2 separate regions of the Mus musculus genome follow, and region 2 is linked to region 1. The links are chromatin contacts, called in public HiChIP or PLAC-seq maps. All regions are on one chromosome and are shown on one strand. The core of a region is the stretch at or near the end of the contact, and the rest is flanking DNA. Distances in the headings are between cores, read along the strand shown. Region 1 holds the start of Apba2 (amyloid beta (A4) precursor protein-binding, family A, member 2). Region 2 overlaps Apba2 (amyloid beta (A4) precursor protein-binding, family A, member 2).

The links. HiChIP or PLAC-seq counts read pairs in DNA pulled down with a chosen protein or histone mark.
Region 2: an H3K4me3 HiChIP or PLAC-seq map of embryonic basal ganglia shows a contact between it and region 1, with 4 times the contacts expected there. The contact joins the enhancer-like site here to the promoter of Apba2 in region 1. A contact is called at or near these places in 8 of 39 promoter capture datasets (the 3T3-L1 cell line, cranial neural crest, embryonic stem cells and 4 more), 2 of 484 Hi-C or Micro-C datasets (cortical neurons and nephron progenitors) and 14 of 115 datasets of contacts at active chromatin or transcription factors (SST interneurons, differentiating embryonic stem cells, double positive thymocytes and 9 more).

What each region holds. Positions count from the first base shown.
Region 1 is chr7:64,500,606-64,506,234 of GRCm38.p6, reverse strand. It overlaps Apba2 (amyloid beta (A4) precursor protein-binding, family A, member 2), which reads right to left and starts at 4,097. Exons shown (of 15, transcript NM_001291166.1): 1 at 3,982-4,097.
Region 2 is chr7:64,695,478-64,701,040 of GRCm38.p6, reverse strand. It overlaps Apba2 (amyloid beta (A4) precursor protein-binding, family A, member 2), which reads right to left. Exons shown (of 15, transcript NM_001291166.1): 4 at 5,024-5,563. Among named protein-coding and RNA genes, the nearest start is that of Nsmce3, 170 kb to the left of the region's middle. Within about 2 kb of position 3,875, at least 30 of the 459 cell types and tissues checked have an H3K27ac peak or open chromatin away from gene starts, as enhancers often do. A contact at or near this core is called in cortical neurons, embryonic basal ganglia, neural progenitor cells and 1 more, where this site is marked.

The sequences.
Region 1 (5,629 bases), core at 2,848-5,347:
GTTCAGGCATCCATTCATCCCACAATAGCACCGAGGATCTGCCATGTGCCAGGCACAGTTCTAGACGCTAGGGATACAGGAGTGAACGGTCTTTACATTTGAGTAGTAAGAGACAGACAAGAAACAATGAGTGCTGCATATATGAGTGAGCCAATGGGTTTGGGTGCTAAGGAGAGACACTAGCTCCATTAACAATCGGGAAGCAGAGCCAACATATGGAGGGGGGGGTCAGGGAGCTGGTATATAAACAGACAATGGAATAAATCATAGAGCAAGCCAAGCAGGCATCTGAGGGGGCCACAGAGCAGGAATCCATGCTGAGGTACAAACAAGACTAACAACTTGAGGTCAAGGGATGAGAGGGTAAGAGCCCACCTTAGCTGGAGTCATCAAGGAAGAACACTACGGCTTGGCCACGGTGGAAGACTGTGGCAGAGTGGGTGGGTGGTAAAACAAGGATAAACCAGGCAGGGGCTGTCTGCCAGGAGCTGGGCAGCTTCAAGGGATGGTGCTTAGGGAAATAAAGCTACAGAAATCAGGCTGCGAGAGGATGTAGGTGTGGGTGGAGTGGACAGTGGGGAATCACTGACCACTTAGGAGCCTAACATTGCTCCAATTGACTGAGGTGGACCAGTCTCAAGAGTTCAACTCCAGGAAACCTCAGGGCAAGCACGAAAAGTATAACCCAGAACCAGCTTTCTCTGTGAGTAAAGGCATTGCAGCCAAACCTGATGAACTGAATTCAACCCCCAGAACCCCTATGATCGAAGCAGAGCAGTAACTCCCACAAGCTGTCCTCTGGCCTTTTACTCTGTGGCATGTGTGTGTTCCCTGCCACATAAACAAACAAATACAAAAACCAACAACAACCACCAAAAAAAAAAAAAAAAAAAAAAAAAAAAAAAAAAAAAAAAAAACTGTCACAAATCCACAGTCAAGCCTAACCTACTTAGATAGGGCTACCCATCTGTATCCACCAGTGGGTGAAGTTTCACAGAGCCTGACAGCATGACCTTGAGGGTGCTGTCCTCCTAGTGTTCCCTTGAATGTCCGGACAGGGACAGAGTGAGGACCAGCTGCAGGAGAGGCGAGGAGCCATGAATGCTGCTGATTCAGCCAGCAGGCTGCCTGGAGACTCCTGCTGGCCCTGGCCCAGCTGGTGGGTGGGGCATCAGAGAGGAGGAGCTGGAGGAGAGAAGCCCCCCGCCCCCCCCCCAGATTAGCTGTCACCTAATCTTCCTCCAAGGGAATGAGTAAGCACCCTTCTAGCCCCTGCCCCCGGGCCAGCATCCCAAGTATAACCTATGTCAGAAATGCCTGCCTGCCAACCAGCCGCCACACCACTCCTCACCAGTGGCTTACATGCCTCTAATCCTCATCACCAGCAAGAAGAGGAGGCGGGAGCAGGAAAAGAGGGCACACGGCCCAGGCTGCCACCATACTAAGGACGGAGGCTGTCAGGCAGGATATGCAAGTATCTGCCATTTGGTTTGGAAGGCCCTCCAGGCCAGTGAGGCTGTTCAGAACCTCCACACTCATCTGTCCCTAGGATCGTCAAGAACGTGGTATCGGTGGAGACCCTCACCTGTTGAACTTCATGAGAGCAGGGGACAGACAAGATGCAGCAGTAAATTGAAGACTTGAGGATTCCTCTGTGGTCAGGTAGATCCTACCCCCATTCTGCCTTTCCAACAGGGCGCAGTGACCAGTGCCCAACCTAAACAAAGCCTGGTAGATGCTAGCCTTACTATCAAATGCTTTTTTCCTCTGAGTTCCTCAGTTTTGTCTAGGAAAAGTCAAGGTGTTTCAACACTCCCTCTCAGCCTCCAGGGGTGTGATTGGTGTCTTTTACAATTATCTTTTATTTTTATCTGGCATTTCTTAGCTCAGTTGGCAAATTGGACATTTATGCACCTCCATTTCACAGACCATCCCTACCAATTATTACTGTGAAACTAATATTTTATTCAAAAAAGGAGGAGGAGGAGGAGGAGGGGGAGAGGGAAGAGGAGGAGGAGGAGGAGGAAGAGGAAGAAGAAGAAGAAGAAGAAGAAGAAGAAGAAGAAGAAGAAGAAGAAGAAGAAGAAGAAGAGAAAGAAAGGAAGAGAAAGAAAGAAAGAAAGAGAAAGGAAGGAAGGAAGGAAGGAAGGAAGGAAGGAAGGAAGGAAGGAAGGAAGGAAGAGAAACAGAAGGGTGTTATGCCAACTAGTTAACAAGCTACCACTTGGGTCTGGGGTTGCCTCACAGGGGAAAGAAGAAGGCAAGCAGAAGTGAATGGTCCTCAATGTCGGCCCCTTCCAGCACAAAGACTCAGGCTCACACCCACTCACAGACCATCTGATTCAGTGCGGCCCAGCACCCCAGACATGGAAAAGCAGCAGTGGGGTAAGTCTACTGCTGCCTGACACCCGAGAGATGAGAAAAGCTGGGGGTGGGGGGACATGGCTATACCCAGCTCAGAGACTGTCCCAAGGACAAGCGGACAAGGACTTGGTGGTGCCATGGAAGGAGAGGTGTTGGTACCTCCAGCTCATAGCCAGTTCCACGACCCACTAATCCCTTCCATGTGGCTTGGAGTCCCTGCAGGTTCTTCGTCTGTGTCACTCACCCCTCTGTTCCAGAGCTCCAAAGTTCAGGAGACCCTCTGCAGCACACCATGACCACCCAGCAATCTGAGTGCAGGACAAAGTCACCCAGCCACTCTGCCCTGAGTCCCCTGCCTCAGATTGCTGCTGTCCAGGAAAGCCCCATCCTTGCCTCTTTGGAGGGACCGGGCCCCAAAGGGAGCCTGCCCATTGGTTCTTGGCACCTGCAGATCAGTACTTCAGAAAAAGTTGTTCACTTGGACCCTTAAAGCTTACGGGTCTTTGTTTTCGAAACCACTATCCTTCCTCAAATCTATATCCATAAAGGAAGAAGGGGTCTTGGGGTCTAAGGGGACCGGGACAAATCAGTTCAGACATGAAGAAAGGCCAAGAAAAACAAGCAAGGTTTAAGAACTTCACCGTGCACAAGGCCTGAGTGAGCTGGCTTTATTTAAATTCGAATTTAAGTTTGGCCTCTGTCAAGTCACATACAAATAAACAGATATTAAAGAATTAAAAGTCTTCCATAACTGAATTCTAAGTTAAGACTAGTAGGCTTTATTTAAGGCGCCTACAGCCAGGGCAAGCCCTTGCAGAGCCCCACTGGTACCTGCTCCTATCCCTACCGCACTCAGGGGAAGTTCACCCACAGCTTTGGCATATAGAGGCCTGCTGCCCATACTGCTCCCTGTGAAAACAAGGCTTGAAAAAAGCTGGGATCAATGTTCCCCTTCATCCTCCATACCCAAGTCCCCTTGCCGGGCTCTGCCTGCCAAGAGGAAGCAGCCAGGATAAGGGGCATGTCCCCGCCGCATCCCCCCAGAGAATACGGGGTGTGGAATTTTTAACTGAGTTTCTCCCCCGGGCCTCATTATAAAGGGAAAGGGGAGGGAGGGGTACAGATCAAAGACCGGTTGCCTGGAAGCAGCGAACCCAGCAGCGACCCCAAACTCCCGAGTTGCCGCCCAGCATCGGGACTTGGAATCAGTGCCAAGCAGCTCCCCTCTAGACAACCCCCCCCCCAACGCAATAATAGGGGGACCCAGACGAGTGACCATCTCCTCTGGCCACACCAGGTAGCCCCGCGCCGCCGCTTCGCAAGCCCCTGATAACCTAGCGGCCAGCTGATCCCTGCCGCGCCCGGCCGCTGGTCAGTGGCTCGGAGGGTCCGGTGGGTCCGGAGAGAGAGGGGCGCTGGTCCGTAGCACCCCCCGGTCCCAGCGGTGGCCCGCTCTGTCGACGATGCCCCTCTGCCTCTCCAGAGCCCCACAAGGTCCGAAAGGGAGCGCTGGGACCACAGCATCCGCGCCCCCCACTGCGCCCCGGCTCCCCCCACGCGGAACCGGGCAACCCAGGCTGCTGCCGCGGAGACTCTGGCGCCCCGGGCCCCACTTACCTGCGCCCGCGCGGGTTGCGCGATGCGCCGCCGCCCCCGACTGGGTCGGCGAGGCCGAGAGCGGGGCGCCGCAGCAGCTCTTTGTGAGCCCGCGCCGAGCCGCACACCGAGACTGCTAATGAGCCCGGGAAGCTGGATAGCGGCGGGCGCGCCCCGGACGCCGCGCACGACACGCAGGGCCGCCTCTACCGGGCGCACGCGGCGCGGCCCGGGAGCACCCGCACCCGCACCGCCCTATCCGCCGCCACACCGACCGCCCCCGCTCCTCCTGCGCCCGGCCACGCGGGGTGGAAACGCTTTCTAAAGAGACCTTAGGGAATCAAGGGATTCAAGACCGCGCGGCCGCGCAAAGCGCAGACAAAGATGCTTCGGCGCCCAGCGCGGCGCCTCCGGGTGCGGCGCGGGGACAGCGGCGGGGACAGCGGACGAGCCCACCTGGGACCTGGGTCCTTGGGATACGGGCTGAGATAGGCTCCGCGAGTCGCGGTGGCCCCTTGAGGAGCACACAGGTTCCTGGGAGTGAGCTGGGACCGGCCAGTTGGGGAGCCTTAACAGTCTGGTCCTGGGCAGGCAGAACAGGTGAAGGAGATGCTGCCGGTGCCCGCACCCTGCCCCTGACGCCGCGCTGCCCCCTGGCGGGCTCCGGAGAGCGTGCGGCGCTGAGGGGCTGCGGCGACCGCGCCCTGCTCTGCCAGCTCCGCTCTATGCGGAGCCCCGGCCGGCCCGAATCCCTTGACTCTCTAGGGTATTGTGGCCCCAGAAAGCCTTTCCTGAGGGGCAAGCCTTGTCCTGCTTCCCCACAGTCAATCACCAGAAGCCTTCTGGCCACAAGGTCTTCTCACCCGGTCCCTGATAACCACACACAAGGTCTTCTCACCCGGTCCCTGATAACCACCGAGTCTCTGATACCTGTGTTGCCTGGGATGTCCAGAAGGGAGAGGGCCCCAACCTCTAATACCCCCAATGAGAACCAGTTGGCTACCCTCAGTAAGAAACAAACCTCTTGAAATTCTTGAACGTTGGGCTTTATTGTCACCTTTGACCTTTCACTCAGCCCTATGCATTTGTGGCAACTTGCAGGTTTAAGGCACACAGGGTGCTCTGTTTTAGGGAATGGGGGGCTCCACTTCAGCCCCCAAATGCTTCCAATTGGCCTGGTTCTCCCTCTTCCTCTCTCTCTTCCTTCAGTCCTAGCCTGAGATGAAGGCCAGGTGGCAGAAGATCAGAGGAATGTCACCAAAGGAAGAGGAGGGTGAGTGGGGTGAGAAAAGAACTTCCTGATGCCCACAGTGACAGAGGTGACCCCGAGAAGGGCCTGGAGAAAAACTGAATACAGGGGCAGACCTAGTAAGGACCTCCTAGGCCTGGGACCTGTCTGCCTCCCTCTCTTTCACCCTCCATTACCCCACCCCCCACCCCTACCTCACCAGTCAATAGCAGAGCAGCTCTGGCAGCTCAGGGACCAAATAGGTCCACCCTAGAGCCATTCTTCCTCCTCCTAGAGCTGACCATTCCTTCTTGCTTGTTGTCCATCACCTTAAATATTCTATTGACCCCCCTGACAAAAAGTTCAGCTCAGCTCTAAATGCAAAACTGTTCCATTGCACTGACTGCTAAGTGTGAGATCCAGATGTGTCTGTCTGCTCTG
Region 2 (5,563 bases), core at 2,626-5,125, 200 kb before region 1:
AAGCATAGAACAACAATCCCACAGAACAAAACTCAGCCCTTTCAAGCTGTACAACGGGGTGGGGGACTACTTATACTACATAGGACTCAACCACCTTGTGTTTGTCTGAATGAGAACTGACCCTGTAGATTCATATATTTGAATGGTTAGTTCCCAGTTAGTAGACTGTTCAAGAAGTATTAGGAGGTATGGCATTGTTGGAGGAGGTGTATCACTGGAGGCCTTTGAGGTGTCCAAAACCCATGCCAGGCCCAATCACTCTGCCTCTTGCCCGCAGATCAGGATGTAAGCTCTCAGCTCTTGCTCCAACACCATGCCTGTTGCCTGCCACCATGCTTCCCATGAGGATCATGGACTAACACTCTAAAACTATAAGCAAGCCCCTAGTTAAACGGCTTCTTTTATAAGCTGCCTTAGTCAGGTGCCTCTCTGCAGCAATAGAACAGGAACTAGCTGACAACCTCAGCACCAAACCTTTGGCTTCTTGAGGAATTCAGAGACTTTGAGCCCCTTGTACCATGACACAGATTCCCCTGCCCTTCACAGTTGCTCAAGAATTTTGTATAAATTGAAGCCAAACAATCACTAAGTCTTCAGCCATGAAGGGTCCTGGTAGGGGTCCGTTATCAGCATTCTGAGCTGGCATTAAGCCATCCTGGAATTGAGTAAGGGATTCTGAACTTTAGAATGAGATTTAGGTTGCCATTCCCCGTGTATTTCTCTTCTAATGAAAAGAAAAGGTCTTGAGGCTACAGGATGTTGGCTGAGCAAGCAGTAGTTGCCCTGCACAGCAATGAATGGACAGCCTGAAGAACAAAGAACTTTCCCCAACTCATCTGCCAACCAAAACACAGCGATCCTCTGCATTCGTGGGTTTCACATCTAAAGATTCAAATGAGTGTGGGTGGGAAATATTCATAAAAACAAAACTGCCTCTGCTTTGAACGCATCCACACTTTCTTGTCAACATTCCAGTAAACAATGCAGGACAACAATTTGCACAGCATGACATTGTATTAGGCATTACAAACCACCCAGAGAGGAGCGAAAGTAAAGATGGCTGCAGGGAGTTAAATATGAGCATAAGTTAAGCTGTTCTCAGGGGTTGGAGCCTGGTGGGTTTGGGGGATCTCAGGAAATCCTGGAAGCTGCCCTCTCAGACAAGCCTCTCTGCTGCAAAGGTGCTGGTGCTGAGTAGCGGGTTCATCAGTGCCTGCAGCCTTCCACCTTGGAAGGAAGCGCCATAAGACACAGGATGTGTCCTGGTTGGCTTTTTGTCACCTTTACACAAACTAGAAAAGAAGAAACACCTCCATCAGAATGCCTATGGATAAACCTGGAAGGCATTTTCTTGGTTAATGATTGCTACAGGAGAACCGATCCCATTGTGGGTGGTACCATCCCTGGGATGGTGGTCCTGAGTTTTATAAGCAGGCTGAGAAAGCCATGAAATGCAAGCAGCATCTCTCCATGCCCTCTCTATCAGCTCCTGCTTTGAATTCCTGCTTTGGTTTCCCCTGTTGATGGACTGTAACTTGTAAGAGGAAACTGGAGCCTTCTGAGCACGCACAGCAATCCAAAGCACAGGCAGATGCTACAGGTCATACACTCCACTTACTGTCACAATGAGCAACTTGCTTTCTACAGAGGCCAGACTAAAGCAGTGTCTATTATAAATTCATCCTCCATGTGTGGGAAGGAATCATCTGACTGACTCCTTCTGTGCCCCAAAGAGGTAGACTGACAGCTGATGGGTCACCTGTGTCTTAATAACTATGGAGACGGTGAGAATGGAACAGTCCCAGTCCAAAGGAAAACAGGCTAAAGGAAACATGTAGCAAAATGCATGAAGCAGTCTATGAAATAGGAAAGGAAAAAAAATCCAAGACAGAGATAAGACGTGGGACCATACCTCATGGCCAAGAGAACACAGTAGGCAAGTTAGTGGTGCGGGAATGTAAAAGGGTCAACACAGACCCTTTTACAACAACATGTATCACTCAGGCCCTGGCCCTCAAGAAGTACAAAAGACAGAAAACACCATTCGTATGTAAAAAGATGTCTGTGCCAGTCTCACATATGGGAGAAAAGGCCACCCACCATCTGTGCCGTAATGATAGCTGTGTGCTCTATGTTCAGTCCTGGGGTCTTCAGGGAACACAGAGCACACGAAGACAGGTCTTTATGCTGCGTAGTGGTCCTGTGGGAAGTGCATGTCTCACATGTATACCATGTACTTACAGTGGCCGAAGGATGTTCCTCAGGACAGCCTAAACATCCTGCACAAAATGACTGAGAGAATCCCTGGGTTCAGATTTGGGATGAGACTGTAACATGAGAATTCATGTATGTTTTCTAATGAAAAGCGGGGGTTGGGGGGTAACCTAACACACTTGTGCTTTGATCGTGGCCTGTCTCAGGGTGGTGGTGTGATAGTTTCTGCTATAGCCTTATGTCAGCACTCAAGAAACCAGCTTTAGAGTATTTAGGACTCTATTTCAGATTAGAGACACTCAAACCATACTTCAAAAACTAACACTGACTATAATTTTTAAGCTTTAAAACAAGTAGGGGAGAGATAAGGGATGCTACCATGTCCCTCCAGTTGGACTTCCACAGCAATGCTTCTCCGATTTGAATGTGCCATCTTGTTGAATTGCAAACAGGTAGTTCTGGGGTGCCCCCTGTTGGGCCCATGTTATAGGCCAAGGGCAAGTTTTACAGAGAAAGTCTACCAGGAGGCCAGGGTGGTTGCTCCAACCCACCCCCGCAACCCCCTGCCTCCTGATTCATTTCTGCTGTAACATTGGTTCTAGGCAGTGCCGCACTAAACACACAGATGGGGCTCCAGGAACTGGGTAGGGGCCTCAGACACTCTGACTCTGACTCTCTGTCCTAGACCAGGCTTTTGATTGTTCCTGGCACAGCTTGTCTGTCCCCAGGGGAGTAAGATTCCTTTTAGGAACACAGCTGTGATTTCAAATGAAGCACCTTCGAAGTATCCAGCGCTGTGCATTTTCTAGAGAATCTGGTTTCCAAGGTGATTCCAGTGGATATTTATGGCTCAATTTATTCACCAGTGGATGTTAATGGCCCAAATTCAGAATTCCTAGTGTGAGATGAGCAACTCGGGACAACAGGATATACAACTCATCTGCATGGCAAGACCCAACAGAGCCTTCCAGAGGAGCACACAGCTCGTTCATTCCTGGGGGCCTGGGCAGTCTGGAGCTAGGTCCTCTAGGCTCTCTCTGGACAGGATTAGTCCATGGATGGACAGACAAACTAATGAATGCATGACTACAAAAGCAATAATAACAAAACAACAAAAGAACCGAATATAATCATTAACTGGCTCTCAGAAGTTTTTCCAATGTCTTGGCTAAGAACATTGCTTTAAGGACACCGTGGGCTGAGAGATTGAAGTACCTGCTTTTCCATTCAACACCTTTCTCTGAAAGAACAGATTTCATTTTTGTCTCCCATGATGGCTTGAGACGTCCCCCAGTTCCACCTGCCACCAACACTCATTTATTTAACCATTTGCATTCACACACACACACACACACACACGCACACGCACACACACACGCACACGCGCGCACATGTATGCGCGTGCCCCAAGCACTCTAATCCAAAGGTCTATGGAATTCTATTCACCTTCATTCATTCATCTGGTTATCATGAAGGAAAGTGAAACACAACAGAACAGCACCCAGGTGTTCTAACTCCGTACCAGGTTCCAAGATAATTTTTTTCCTGACGGACCTTTGATGGGGAGGCCACTTATTACAACAAAGCACAGTGTGTCACATGATCTACGACCCACGCCCATTCCTGCAGTGCCATCGCTGTTGTTGGGGAGAAGCTCGTGTTCTGAAAACGAATGAATAAAAATGTGGGTATTTTGGCCTGAAGCCCAGACCAGAGTCCCAAGCCCCTGCCTCCAACATTTACGAGTACAATAGAGTTTATGCCTCACAGTATGCCCCTCCCCATGAAGGCAGAACTGCTGTCGATGACAGGGCACCCCAAAAGTGAAGTCAGCTGGCAATTACTAACTCAATGAGAATAAAAGGCACCGAAATGTGTGGCGAATCCCATAGCAAATCAACGTGATTTACATTCCAAGCACCAGCTTTCACCCCTGTGTGTGTGTGTGTGTGTGTGTGTGTTCAATTCAGTATGTATTGAATAAATATTCAAACTCATGAAATCTTCTGGGGGAAAATAATTAAGGCTTTACAAACCAGGAAAGCTGTCCATATAATGGGCCAAAGAGAAGTCCTTTATACAAATCCAGTAATTACATCTCCCTGTACACGCTCACAGTGATTTCTTTTTCTGTTTTGTGTGGGGGTGGGGTGGGATGGTGGTTTTTCAGATGTGTTTATTAGACTACATACTTGCTTTGATGTAACTGAAATAAAGAATGATTGTGGTTCTATCCCTCGTGTTAGTATGCACTTCTTCTCTATGACTTGGTCACATTTCGAAATAGTGATTTCTTTTTCCAAGACAGTAGTTTCTCACAACTAAGCGCCCATGGGGTCAAGATGGCTTTGGAGACGTTGCAATGGGCACTGTGAGGTAGGGAAGTATGTGAATGCCTGCATCCCTTTACTGCCATCCTGACCAGGGTCCTGATGGCCTGAGGAGGCCACCTCAGGGAATCAGAAGAGTAGCATGGATCCTCTCCTATCGTGAGCTGAGTCAGGCAGTGGAATACAGCCTGGGTTCAGGGCATTTCCTAGGAGATCAGAGCTGCCAATCAGCCCTTTGGTGGTATGGGTTCCTGAATTTAAGGGATGGATTCCTTAAGGTGACAAGACATTCCTTGATCATCACAGTTACTGAACAATTAACTTAATTCACAGTGTCAACTGGATAGTTGCTAGCTCCCCCTACCCCACCCCACCCCTCCACCTGTCATCACCCCCACCCCCACCATGGGCTTCACTACCTACTGGGTGATATCATACTCTCTAGGGCCACCCCTTCCCTGGAGGTAGTTAAGGCATACCTGCTCTTGGGGCCACTTTGGCCTCTCCTCTGGGGTCCTGGTCTTGGTCTTGAGTCCTCTCTGGAGGTCTCCAGGGTGCTTAACCTCAGGGGGAAGGTTCAGCGACTTGGGCCTTGCTTCTTGCCTACCGGGTCCATGGCCAGTGTCACTGGGTGGACAGGCCTCAGTGGAATCCCCGGGATCCAGCTCCGGCATGTGCTCAGGGCTGGCCTCGCTGGCACTGGTAATACTGGTCATGCTCAGGCTCATCTTGATCTCAGCCACTATCTGGTCGATGTCTTCCTCCTGCTCCTCTAGGTCCCCATCCCCACGCCTCATGCGATAGGGGGAGGCGCCACCTGTGTTCCCATTGGTCTCTGGGGGGTAATAGTCCTGGTAGCTCTCCTTGCTGGAACAGTAGTGGCCATCTTCTTCCTGGTCATGGACCTCCAGGACAGTAGGGTCATCCTCTGGGATAGGCAGGTGGCCATCTGGGTACTCCTGGCTGTTTTCAGCCCCGTGGCTATGAGTATGAGGGCCCACTGAGTCCGTCCAGTCCTC